Regions from separate parts of the Mus musculus genome. Here region 2 is linked to region 1. The links are chromatin contacts, called in public HiChIP or PLAC-seq maps. All regions are on one chromosome and are shown on one strand. The core of a region is the stretch at or near the end of the contact, and the rest is flanking DNA. Distances in the headings are between cores, read along the strand shown.

What was found. HiChIP or PLAC-seq counts read pairs in DNA pulled down with a chosen protein or histone mark.
Region 2: a contact with region 1 is called in an H3K27ac HiChIP or PLAC-seq map of heart atrium, with 6 read pairs. The contact joins two enhancer-like sites. A contact is called at or near these places in 12 of 39 promoter capture datasets (the C10 cell line, the HPC-7 cell line, cranial neural crest and 7 more), 2 of 15 datasets of contacts at CTCF or cohesin (the NIH/3T3 cell line and large pre-B cells), 49 of 484 Hi-C or Micro-C datasets (the 4T1 cell line, B cells, the C2C12 cell line and 29 more), 11 of 115 datasets of contacts at active chromatin or transcription factors (CD8 T cells, the HPC-7 cell line, acute myeloid leukemia and 7 more) and 5 of 9 other capture datasets (adipose tissue, embryonic stem cells, embryonic trunk and 2 more).

Annotation. Positions count from the first base shown.
Region 1 is chr17:26,485,160-26,490,095 of GRCm38.p6, reverse strand. All of the region lies in intron 1 of Gm34455 (a long non-coding RNA gene), which reads left to right. Among named protein-coding and RNA genes, the nearest start is that of Gm34455, 17 kb to the left of the region's middle. Within about 2 kb of position 2,600, at least 8 of the 459 cell types and tissues checked have an H3K27ac peak or open chromatin away from gene starts, as enhancers often do. A contact at or near this core is called in heart atrium and muscle stem cells, where this site is marked.
Region 2 is chr17:26,636,583-26,641,518 of GRCm38.p6, reverse strand. Ergic1 (endoplasmic reticulum-golgi intermediate compartment (ERGIC) 1) reads right to left here. Exons shown (of 10, transcript NM_026170.3): 8 at 2,676-2,776. Among named protein-coding and RNA genes, the nearest start is that of Gm41553, 2.7 kb to the left of the region's middle. Within about 2 kb of position 2,663, at least 44 of the 459 cell types and tissues checked have an H3K27ac peak or open chromatin away from gene starts, as enhancers often do. A contact at or near this core is called in heart atrium and muscle stem cells, where this site is marked.

The DNA of each region.
Region 1 (4,936 bases), core at 1,351-3,850:
AAAAAAAAAAAAAAGTGGGGGGGAATCCTAGGTCATTGTGCCTCATTGTAAGTAAACTGTATATAACTAGATGGTGAGCAGGGAGGTGTGTTAGACTCAGTCCTGCTTATAAATGTAAAAGGGTATAAAAATGATAAGCAAAAGGCTCACTGTTCTAATAACCTAGGACCTGAGGAAGCCTTGGGCAGCCATGTCAGTTTTCACAATAGAAAAATACAGCAGCATGTTCCCTGAGCCTTGTCTGGGAAAACAAGATACTTCCCTTCAGCGAGCTCACCATGTCATACATGGATCCATCAGCCCCTTCCATTTCCCAACACTAGACAGGAGCCACCACCTGACAAAGGACCTCAGGAAATGACACCACAAAGATGTGCCGCTGTCAGCAGGCATCAGATGTGGGCCACAGGATTACTGCAAGGGACGCAGTGAACAACTTCAATAGAAAGGACCCTAACAGATGAAAGTCTTCAGGAGAGCCCCCAGAATCCTCTGTCTGGGGCTGCCCATCTGCTTTGAAATGGGGTTTCCAGGTGGGATTCTTGGAGTCCAGCAGTTTGGAGACCCCTGGCTTAGGGTAGGTGGGAACTGGCCGTGGCCATTGCCTCCCCAGTGATCCTGACAGGTGTGTCCTTGACATGTCAGGCAGTGTAGACGGTAGAACAGAGGTAGGGTGTCTTTTTTTACACCGAGGGTCATCTTTTTTTAGTGTGTGCATCTTTTGGGTAGCCCTTCAGGATCTGACCTTTATTTCGGCCCGCCCAGAACCCGCTGTTTAAAATTAGAACTCTTGGCCAGGGCTGCGGGATTCTGCTGCCTGGGATACAGCATAAACAACACACACCTGCTGCTGGGACACTGAGTGTGTCCCTGATCCAGGGCAGCTGTGGACGGCTGGCTCCTGTCCTTGCAGAATGGCCTTAATGTTTCTGATGGACTTGGCTCCACCTGCCACGCTTCAGAGCAGACTCTCACACATGTATGTGGGCACCTATGAGGGAGTTTCTACAGGCACAGGGTCCTAGTATATTGGTTGGAGCTGGTTCTGGGAGCAAGGACAACCAGGGTTCACAGCCAGTCAGGAAAGATCTTGGCCTGGGCTGTTCACACAAGTGCGGATGTGAACACAACTGGATGGTAGGGGAGAACATCCAGAGTTCCTGATGTCCAGGGAAGTGAATGAAGAGTTATTTAAGCCTGTGCTATGCTAGGCATTTCCTATTGCCTCAGTGTTATGGGTGGAGACTTGTTCTCATCTTAGTACAGGGGATCAGAGAGGTTAGGCCTCTTCCCTCAGGGTGCATAGCTCACAGTTGCAAAACTAAGCTTCGAGCTGAGTGAGTCTGAGCACAAAGCCTGTGTCCTTTAAGCTCCACCACCCAGTAGGTGCACCAACGGTCTGGATGGTTCTATGCCCTCCTCTAAGGGGAGCCATTCACACTGCAGCGTGCAAGGTTACTGTGACATGAGAATCAAGGAAGACTTCTTAGAGGAAGAGGCAGCGGGGCAGGGCTCCACAGACTCAGTAAGAGTCTACTAGACAGGGGTCTGGTGGGAGGAAGAGTATTAAGGAAGGGGCTTCCCAGAGGAGAGAGGAGCCTGTTAAAGGCAAAGGGATGACATAGGCAAGGTCTCCAGAGACCAGGGGTTCCCAACGATGGGTATAGATAAGGGTTGGGGGGGGGGTAGGAGGGCTGGTTGGCAGCTACCAAGGTGGAGACACTGGAGACTCTTAAACTCACAGTACACACTCTGGTGTGCATTAGGGAGGATGGGGACTCAGACCTGCCTATGGAGACATCCTGGCTGGCCAAGTGATCTTGGGGACAGAGGGGTTGTGATAAGATGTGACAGAAGTGTTCTTACCAAGGATGACTATGGCTCCCTGAGCACTCTGCCTCCTCCTCTGTGAGAAGTCAGGCTCAGCCAGTCTGCCTGGAAGAGCTCCTGGGTGTGCGTGGCGTGTGAAGGGGTTGGGAGAGAACACACTGGCCTGGTTGGTTTGCCCCTGTGACAGCTGGGTGGCTCCTTTCCACTGGCTAGTTGGATGGGGCAGAGCCATGGAGATGGATGCTCAGTCCCTCTTGCTAGCCTATACCTGGCCATTGTTTCCCTTCATCCTTTTACCTCTGAGCGGGTGTGTGTTATAGATAGGAGAACCATAGGCCCAGTTCGCAGGTAAGAAAGCTTCAGGCTCACTCTTTCAACTAACTGCAGAAGTTGGTTTCCTTTCTGTTAAGCTTCTATAGCCTGCTCCAGAGAATGAGGAGATCCGGGGCTAGCCTCATTGCCCTACTGACCCTCTATTGCACCTTCTATGCTTAAAGGAAGACAGTGCTTAGAGAGAGCTCCTTCTGGTCAACCTTCCACAAAAACTGCTTTAGTAAGCCCTTGTGATTGGTGTTGGCAACAGAACCTTCCAGAGGTATACAGATTAGTTTGCTGTGCACTGGATACAAGCCAGGATCATCTGGGAAGAAGTAACCATGATAGAAAAAAATGGCTCTGTCAGATTGCCTTGTAGGCGAGTCTGTGGAGGCATTTTCTTGATTAACGATGGGTGAGGGAGGACCCAGTGTGAACTCACTGTGGGCGGTGCCTGGCCCTGGTTGTGTAAGAAAGCAGGCTGAGCAAGCCCAAGGAGCAAGCCAGTAAGCAGCTCCCCTCTGCGGCGCCTGCTTCAGCTCCTGCCTCCAGGTCCCTGCTGTGATAGCCTGTGAGCTGTAAGATGCAACATGCTGCCAGTTCCTCTCAAAGTTGTGATTGGCCATCAAGTTTGTCATAGCAACACAGACCAAACTAGGACAAGAAGTGAAAGCTCACAGCTTGGCCAGTGACCCAGAAAGATGCTTTCCAGACCCACATGGCAGGGTTTGAACTGGTTTGGGGGTTAAATTTCAAAAATTGAGTGATTACTAAAAAAACAAAAGGCAAACAAACCAACCAACCACAACAAACCCATGTGTTCCTGGTAAATTTTTAATAATTTATATTTCACTGTTCTTCTGTCATCTTAGGTCCATATTCATTTACTCATTTCAAAACTTTCATCATCATCATTGTCGTCATTATTGGTATTTAGAAACAAGGTCTTACTATGCAAGCCTGGCTGTGCTGGAACTCACTATGTAGACCAGGCTGGCCTTAAGCTCAGAGAACTGTCTGCCTCTGTCTCCAGACTAAAGGTGTGCTCCACCAACATTTTACGTTAGTTATGTTTTAAACTAATGTGAACAGCAGCAGCAGCAGGAGCAAGTGAGAGAGCAGGCTAGAGAGAGAGAGAGAGATCTACTTATTTGATTTTGTGTGTTTGAGTGTTTTGTCTGTATCATGTATGTGTACCACATGTATGCCTGATGCCAAAACAAGTCAGAAGAGTGCCCTGTCTCCCAGATGGTTGTGAGGCGCCATGTAGGTGCTGGTACTCTGCAAGATCAACAAGTCACTTGCAGAGCCATCTCTCCAGCCCCTGGCTTTGTTTCCTTAAGCTTTGAATTAGAATTAATTACAATGGTAAAATCGACTGAAATGATTAGTGCTTGATGTAAATTTAAATTTCTTTCCTTTTTTCTTTCTTTCTTTTTTTGTTTTTTGTTTTTGTTTTTCGAGACAGGGTTTCTCTGTGTAGCCCTGGCTGTCCTGGAACTCACTCTGTAGACCAGGCTGGCCTCGAACTCAAAAATCCACCTGCCTCTGCCTCTGCCTCCCGAGTGCTAGGATTAAATGCGTGTACCACCACCGTCCAGCTTAAATTTAAATTTCAAGTACCAAAGGTCAGTGTTCAATGTCCTTTTGCTATAAGAGGGACTTGCCAACCAGTGGCCTCTCGCAGACAGAGGACAGAAGATTCTCCTGATCCCCTCAGCTTGTCTCTTCCCCATTCATCAGTCAGAGGCTTTGAGAAAGAGAAGCTAGATCGGATCCTGCTGCCCACTTGTGACTCCCTAAGACTTCTGTATGCAGATGTTCGTGAAGATCCAGCCTTCCCTAAAGATACTTTCCCAAGGCTGACTCCCAGCCTGCTCTGCTCTGGTGGTCTGCCTTGCCTCTAGCTGGTCACCCTCACTGACACATGGGTAGTTATTTTCCAAGCCCGTCCCAGAGGCTACCCTCTCACTAGCCCCTAGCTAAACTGGGAGTTCTGAGTTCAGATGTCCTGGGGATGGGGACAGGAGAATCATTCCAGGACTGTACAGAGATCAAGTCCACCCATACAACACAGTGTCTGCATAGAGCTTGGGCAACTCCCCTCCCCATATTCTTTAAACCAGCTCTGGAAGACATACCACTCCTAACAAACTGCACATGGCATGACAGCTACCATACTGTGTTGTTTATAGAATGATGGTAAGAAAAACACATGTGTTCAGTATAGACATAATTATTTTTGGAGGCAGCCTCTCTCTTGTAGCCCAGGCTAGCCTCAAACGTCATCTTCCTGACTATACCTCCCCAGTGCTGGTATTGCAGGTGTGTGCTACCTGCTTGACTCAGACACAATTTAAAATTTTTCTATTTTTGATCTACAGTTGGCTGGGCCTGTGCATGTAGAACTCATTGGTACAGCTAGTGGGCTGTGACAGTCACTTTGATGTTTATTTCTCTGGAGCTTCTACACTTTTTGAGTTGTTTTGTTTTGTTTTGTTTTGTTTTCTACCTTTCCAAGAGTTCTTCTGGGCACTTCTATGTCATCGGATGTCTGGCTTTCTGGTGTGTGTAAGGATAGCCCAAGTATAGCATGCATAGCTGAACAGAAACAAACCCGTTCCCCCAAGCAGCTGAACAGCCCTCGGCTCCCCCTGCTCCTGGATCGGCACTGAAACCTGAACACAACTGGCTGGCTTAGTCACCCTCTGTGCCTGGCAACACTGGCAACGAAGGCCTCTGTGCCCAAACACACCACAACAGGCCTATGTCACCAGGTTCCTGAGGCAGC
Region 2 (4,936 bases), core at 1,414-3,913, 150 kb before region 1:
GATGCAGAGGGTGTCCAGGCAGCCTCCTCTCAGCTGCTCTGGAAGCCCTGGACAGGCAGCATAGTGAAAGCACGCTGGGTCCCTTCAACTATGGGAAACAGACCACATAGCTTAGAAGTGGAGCCAGAACGGAGCACAGATCTGAGGGTGACGTGGAAGAGGAAAGTGGGCTTTGAACTCGGTCTGAGCATTTCCTCCTTGACTTGCCAGTCACACGGAATCTGCTCATTTATTCTGCTGGCTGCCTCCGCTGTCCTAAGGTTCTTGGGGTGATGAAGCCCCTCCCCTAGAGGAGTCACAGGCTGGTGGATGAAGACATCATCGCATCACTAGCTTCTAACAGTATCCGTGTAGGGAGGGTGGAGGAGGGTGCTCAGCAGGCCATAGGTGAGCCAGTTCTGCTCAGGGGGATGGGGAAGGCTCACTAAGGAAGGGGCATTCTAAACCATGAATAAGAAGATAGCCTGCCTGACAGGTGAACCAAGTGGGTGTGAACTTGTCCACCAAGTAGGGCCAGCACAGAGAACAGGGAAGGTACAGTGCCCAACCTGCCATGGCTCGTAAGGATGCACATAGCATTGGCCAAATGGCCACCAAGGAACAGGGATCTGAGCTGATGACCCACAGGACCTGGTTTGAGCACTTCAGGGTCCTGAAAGGCTTGGGCTCGCGTCTCTTGTTTACAACAAATGGAGATGGATGCCGGGGTCCCCAGGCCCAACCCCCATGTCCCCAGCACTGGTCTTGAGCAGCTGGAGTGATCCCATGGACACCACTGAGTGTTAACCCACTGGACAGCCACCTCCATTCACAGAACAGGCTGGGGGCAAAGCCACAGAGAACGCTGAGTGAGCTGGTCCAGCCACCAGGCCCTTGCCAAAGCTTTGATGGAGGAAGCCTGCAGCAGAGGAAACTCAGCTTTCCCAGGGTGATTGTCTGGGCCACAGCCCAGCGCTGAGGGGGTAAGAGACAGAATGAAATCTAGCAGCAGTAGTGTACCAATTACCCAGCCTTCCCAGTGAGCTGGGAGCTTTCTGAAAACATTGCTTCATTTGACAGCAATCTTGTGAAGTAACTGCCATGGACATATTACAAACAAGGACACATGACTGAGCTAGGATGGGGCAGTGTGGTCCAGGGCCCTGCTTCCTGCTGATGTGTGGCAGCACTGGGGGGAGGTTATAATGAGTACAATGGTTGAAATATGCTCCCCAGAAGTCATACGCATGCTGCAGTGCTGGGCTGAGCCCAGAGCCCTGTGCATGTGGGGCAGGGGGACCACGGCTATTCGCCATCTAAAGTTACAGGTCCTTTGTGTACATCAAGGGGCTGAACCCGGAAGTAAGCCTACATTGGTGGTGGCTGGAGGTGGTAATCTGGGAGGTGATTAGGTTAGATGAGGCCACGAGGTAAGTGTCAATGGTAGCATTAGCTCTCCTATAAGAAGAGGAAAGCACTTCTAAGCTTGTATGCTTGTGTCTCTCCATGCCCTGCCCTCCACTGGACAACACAGCAAGAAGGCTCACCACAGGCTGGGGTTGATCTCTTTGACTTCCTCTTTCCCAATCCATGAGATAAATTAACTTCTATTTTCTTTCTTTTTTTTTCTTTTTTCTTTTTGGGGGGGGGGTAGGGGGAAGGTTCAAGACAGGGTTTCTCTGTGTAGCCCTGGCTGGCCTGGAACTCACTCTGTAGACCAGGCTGGCCTTGAATTCAGAAATCCACCTGCCTCTGCCTCCCAAGTGCTAGGATTAAAGGCGTGCGCCACCACTGCCTGGCTGACTTCTATTCTTTACTTACTACTTAGGCTCTTAGAATTTTGTTATGCCACCAGAGAGTAGGACAGACACGGCCTGAAATAGTGAATGTAAGCAATAAGTCTCTCGGAGAGAGTTATGGATCAAAGGGAATCAGAGCATAGGGACCCATGACCAAGAGGCTGTCCAAGTGGGCAAGCCTGGACGATCCCTATTTGGACTGAGTGGGTGAGCAACCAGGGGGCTCTGGAGCCCAAGAGGAACCTGGGTCTAATTCCTACACTGTAACTACACAGCTTGGCGAGTTCCTCAACCATAATGATAGTTAATTGAGCTGAACACTCCATCATTTATACTAAGGGTCTGGGTGGCCCTGCAACAGCAGAAACAGGAGCCTCGTGGTAAACAGGGGAACCTACTCCAAGTGCCTATGTTCCATTGGCACAAGCCATGCTTTCTGGAGAGGCTCAAGCCACTAACCGCTGTGCCATCTCATTTCTTTGGCTTGGATGTCCCTTGGCTTCCCAGAAGACCTGTGTGTCTCTTGGACTGTTGGGGTCCTGAGACGTCCACAGCCACCTTGATAGGATTCCCTGCCTAATGCAAAGCATCGGCCATGTGCTGATCAACAGGAGCCTGAAGAAACCAGGACCAGACAATGTCAGAGCTGGGATGGTCTTCTGCCTACTTCAAACAGAATACATCTTATCTCCTTGTTAAGAGTGTCTCACCTGGACCTTGAGGCCACTACCACGGCAAGAACTGGTATTTCATCTTTACTCAGACTAGAGAATGAGCCTGGACACTCCCTGTCCACCCCACTGAAATTCCCTTCAGCAGAATGTGCGGGGCATCGCCTATGCCCTTGGCCAGCAGAGGGAGCAATTGCAATGCTCAGCCCGTTCACGGCCCACTCACCTTGTTGGCCACTGTGTACTGGTAGGAGTAGCGCTGCTTGCCGCTCTTGTCCTCATACACTGTGGGTACAATCTTCAAGATGTAGTCATGGGAGGCCAGGGCTGCAGGAATACAGCATAAGATGAGATGGGGTGGGCACTGCCTGGCAGGTGGCTCTGCCTGTAACCCCAAGTTCAAGTCCTCCTGGTACTGTAGGGTCCTCTCCCCTTTCTCTTCAGAATGTGGCTTGCTGGGATTGTTAGATCTGCACTACATAATATATAATACTCTGAGCCACACACTTACAAATGGGATAGCCATTAACGAGGGGTGCTGAGGGGGCATTTTCTCTGAGATTCAGGCCCAGGAGCAGCACGCTCCTGTGAAGTAGGGGCCAGGGAACACATCCTCTTTAATGCGTGGTCACCAAGAATTGTCTAGAGAGAAGCCCCAGGAAACAGAGCAGCTTCAGTTTCATCCTTAACTAGACTAGAGAGAGACTGGCAAAATTACATTCCCCACCATCCCTCACACACAGAGAAATTTTCCAGGGAGAAAGGTGGGACTCAAGAAAGACCCCATTTCATTGTAGGTATTGTCTGTCTGCTTTTAAGTTTTAAAATAATCTGGGCTCTGGGCTCCAGAAAGAACTAAGTAAGACTGATCAAACCCAGAGGGCTGGGGTCAAGCGCCTGCCTGGCATAAACCTGCCCTTGGCCTCAATCCCAACACTGCCAAAACAAACAACAGAATCTGGTCACTGTCTTCCCTCTTTCTCAATAAACTGCTGACCCTTCAGCCCTGTAATAGTTTAACACGACCTTTTCACCCAGCGCCCCTGTCTCCTCCCAGCCTGGATGGCAAAGTTGCTGAGTGCAAGGACAAAGTCTTACATTCCTGCCCCTAAACCCTGCACGGAGCCTGGGACAGGGCAGACAGTGGCAAGGCCTGCTGAATGAAGGAGTGGACAGGATGGCTGGACAAAGGATGAAGGGATCAATCAGCTACTGATAAACATGAGCTAACCAGAGCTGCCTCAGCCTTCCCGAGCAAAAAATGAGGCCCAATGTCCATCCCTCTTATTCCTTCTAGAACCTTGGGCTAGGAACCATGGAGCTAAAAGAACATGGGAGTTTAGTCTTCTGGGTTCTAATCCTGGTCTCTGCAGATCAGATTCAGATCTGTAAGAGTGGTGAGCATGGAGCAAGCATTCCAGCCTTGACTAGTTCTGGCCCTGCTGTCTCCTCAGAAAAGGGCAGCACTCCTGGGATGGAGGTGACCCCCCCCCCCAACACACACCCTCAGGAAAACTGGGGAAAGCCCTGGAGCCTTTAAGCTAAGCACAGGGGACCCAACACCTCTTGCTCATGCCCACAATGGCTCTCAGGGTCCAGAGTACTAGGGTCACATGGGGTTAAAGGCCGATTCTAGTCTTCATCCCTGGAAACTCCCATGAGATGGGCTCACATCTATACCTAAACCAGGAGGCCAAAGATCACCTTGAAGTACAAGTCTCAAATTCCCACTCTCCAAGGATAAAACCTGAAGAAAGGAAGGCCTTAGTGAAAATCATAACTCTACTATTTTGTTGTTGTTGTTGCTATTTGTACAAAACATTAGGTAGTCACAAAAGGAAAAAAAAAGAGCCACCCTTATGTCTACTGTGCACAGAGAATCAGTTCACATTTCCTCCCCAGTAGGAACACGCCAGACGGATGTCCTTAAGGAGTCACAGGGGTTCTGCCTCAGGCCCAGGTATCATGAACACTTCCAAGTTGACAGCACAGAATGGAGGCCTGCAGAGGCTGCTTGCTTCATTTACTCACCTTCCTGTCTCTAGAACTTGGTACTGTGCCTGATCAATATGCATTCAGTGTCTGACTGCCTAACAGCCCTGAGGCCATCATGGCCAACAGCTGCCCACATTCCAAGATGCAGGTCCCTACCACGCACAAGGGCTGACACAAATAAATGATGCTTCAAAGTGACCCAGTGGACATTATTTTTCTTAGCATATTGTGTGCATGCACGCACAACATGCACATATGGGCATGTGTAAGAATGGAGGTGTGTGTGTGTGTGTGTGTGTGTGTGTGTGTGTGTGTGTGTGTGTAATGGAGGTATGTGTGTGTGTGTAAGAATGGAGGTATGTGTGTGTGTGTAATGGAGGTATGTGTGTGTGTGTGTAAGAATGGAGGTATGTGTGTGTGTGTATAATGGAGGTGTGTGTGTGTGTGTGTGTGTGTGTAAGAATGGAGGGGTGTGTGTGTGTGTGTGTGTGT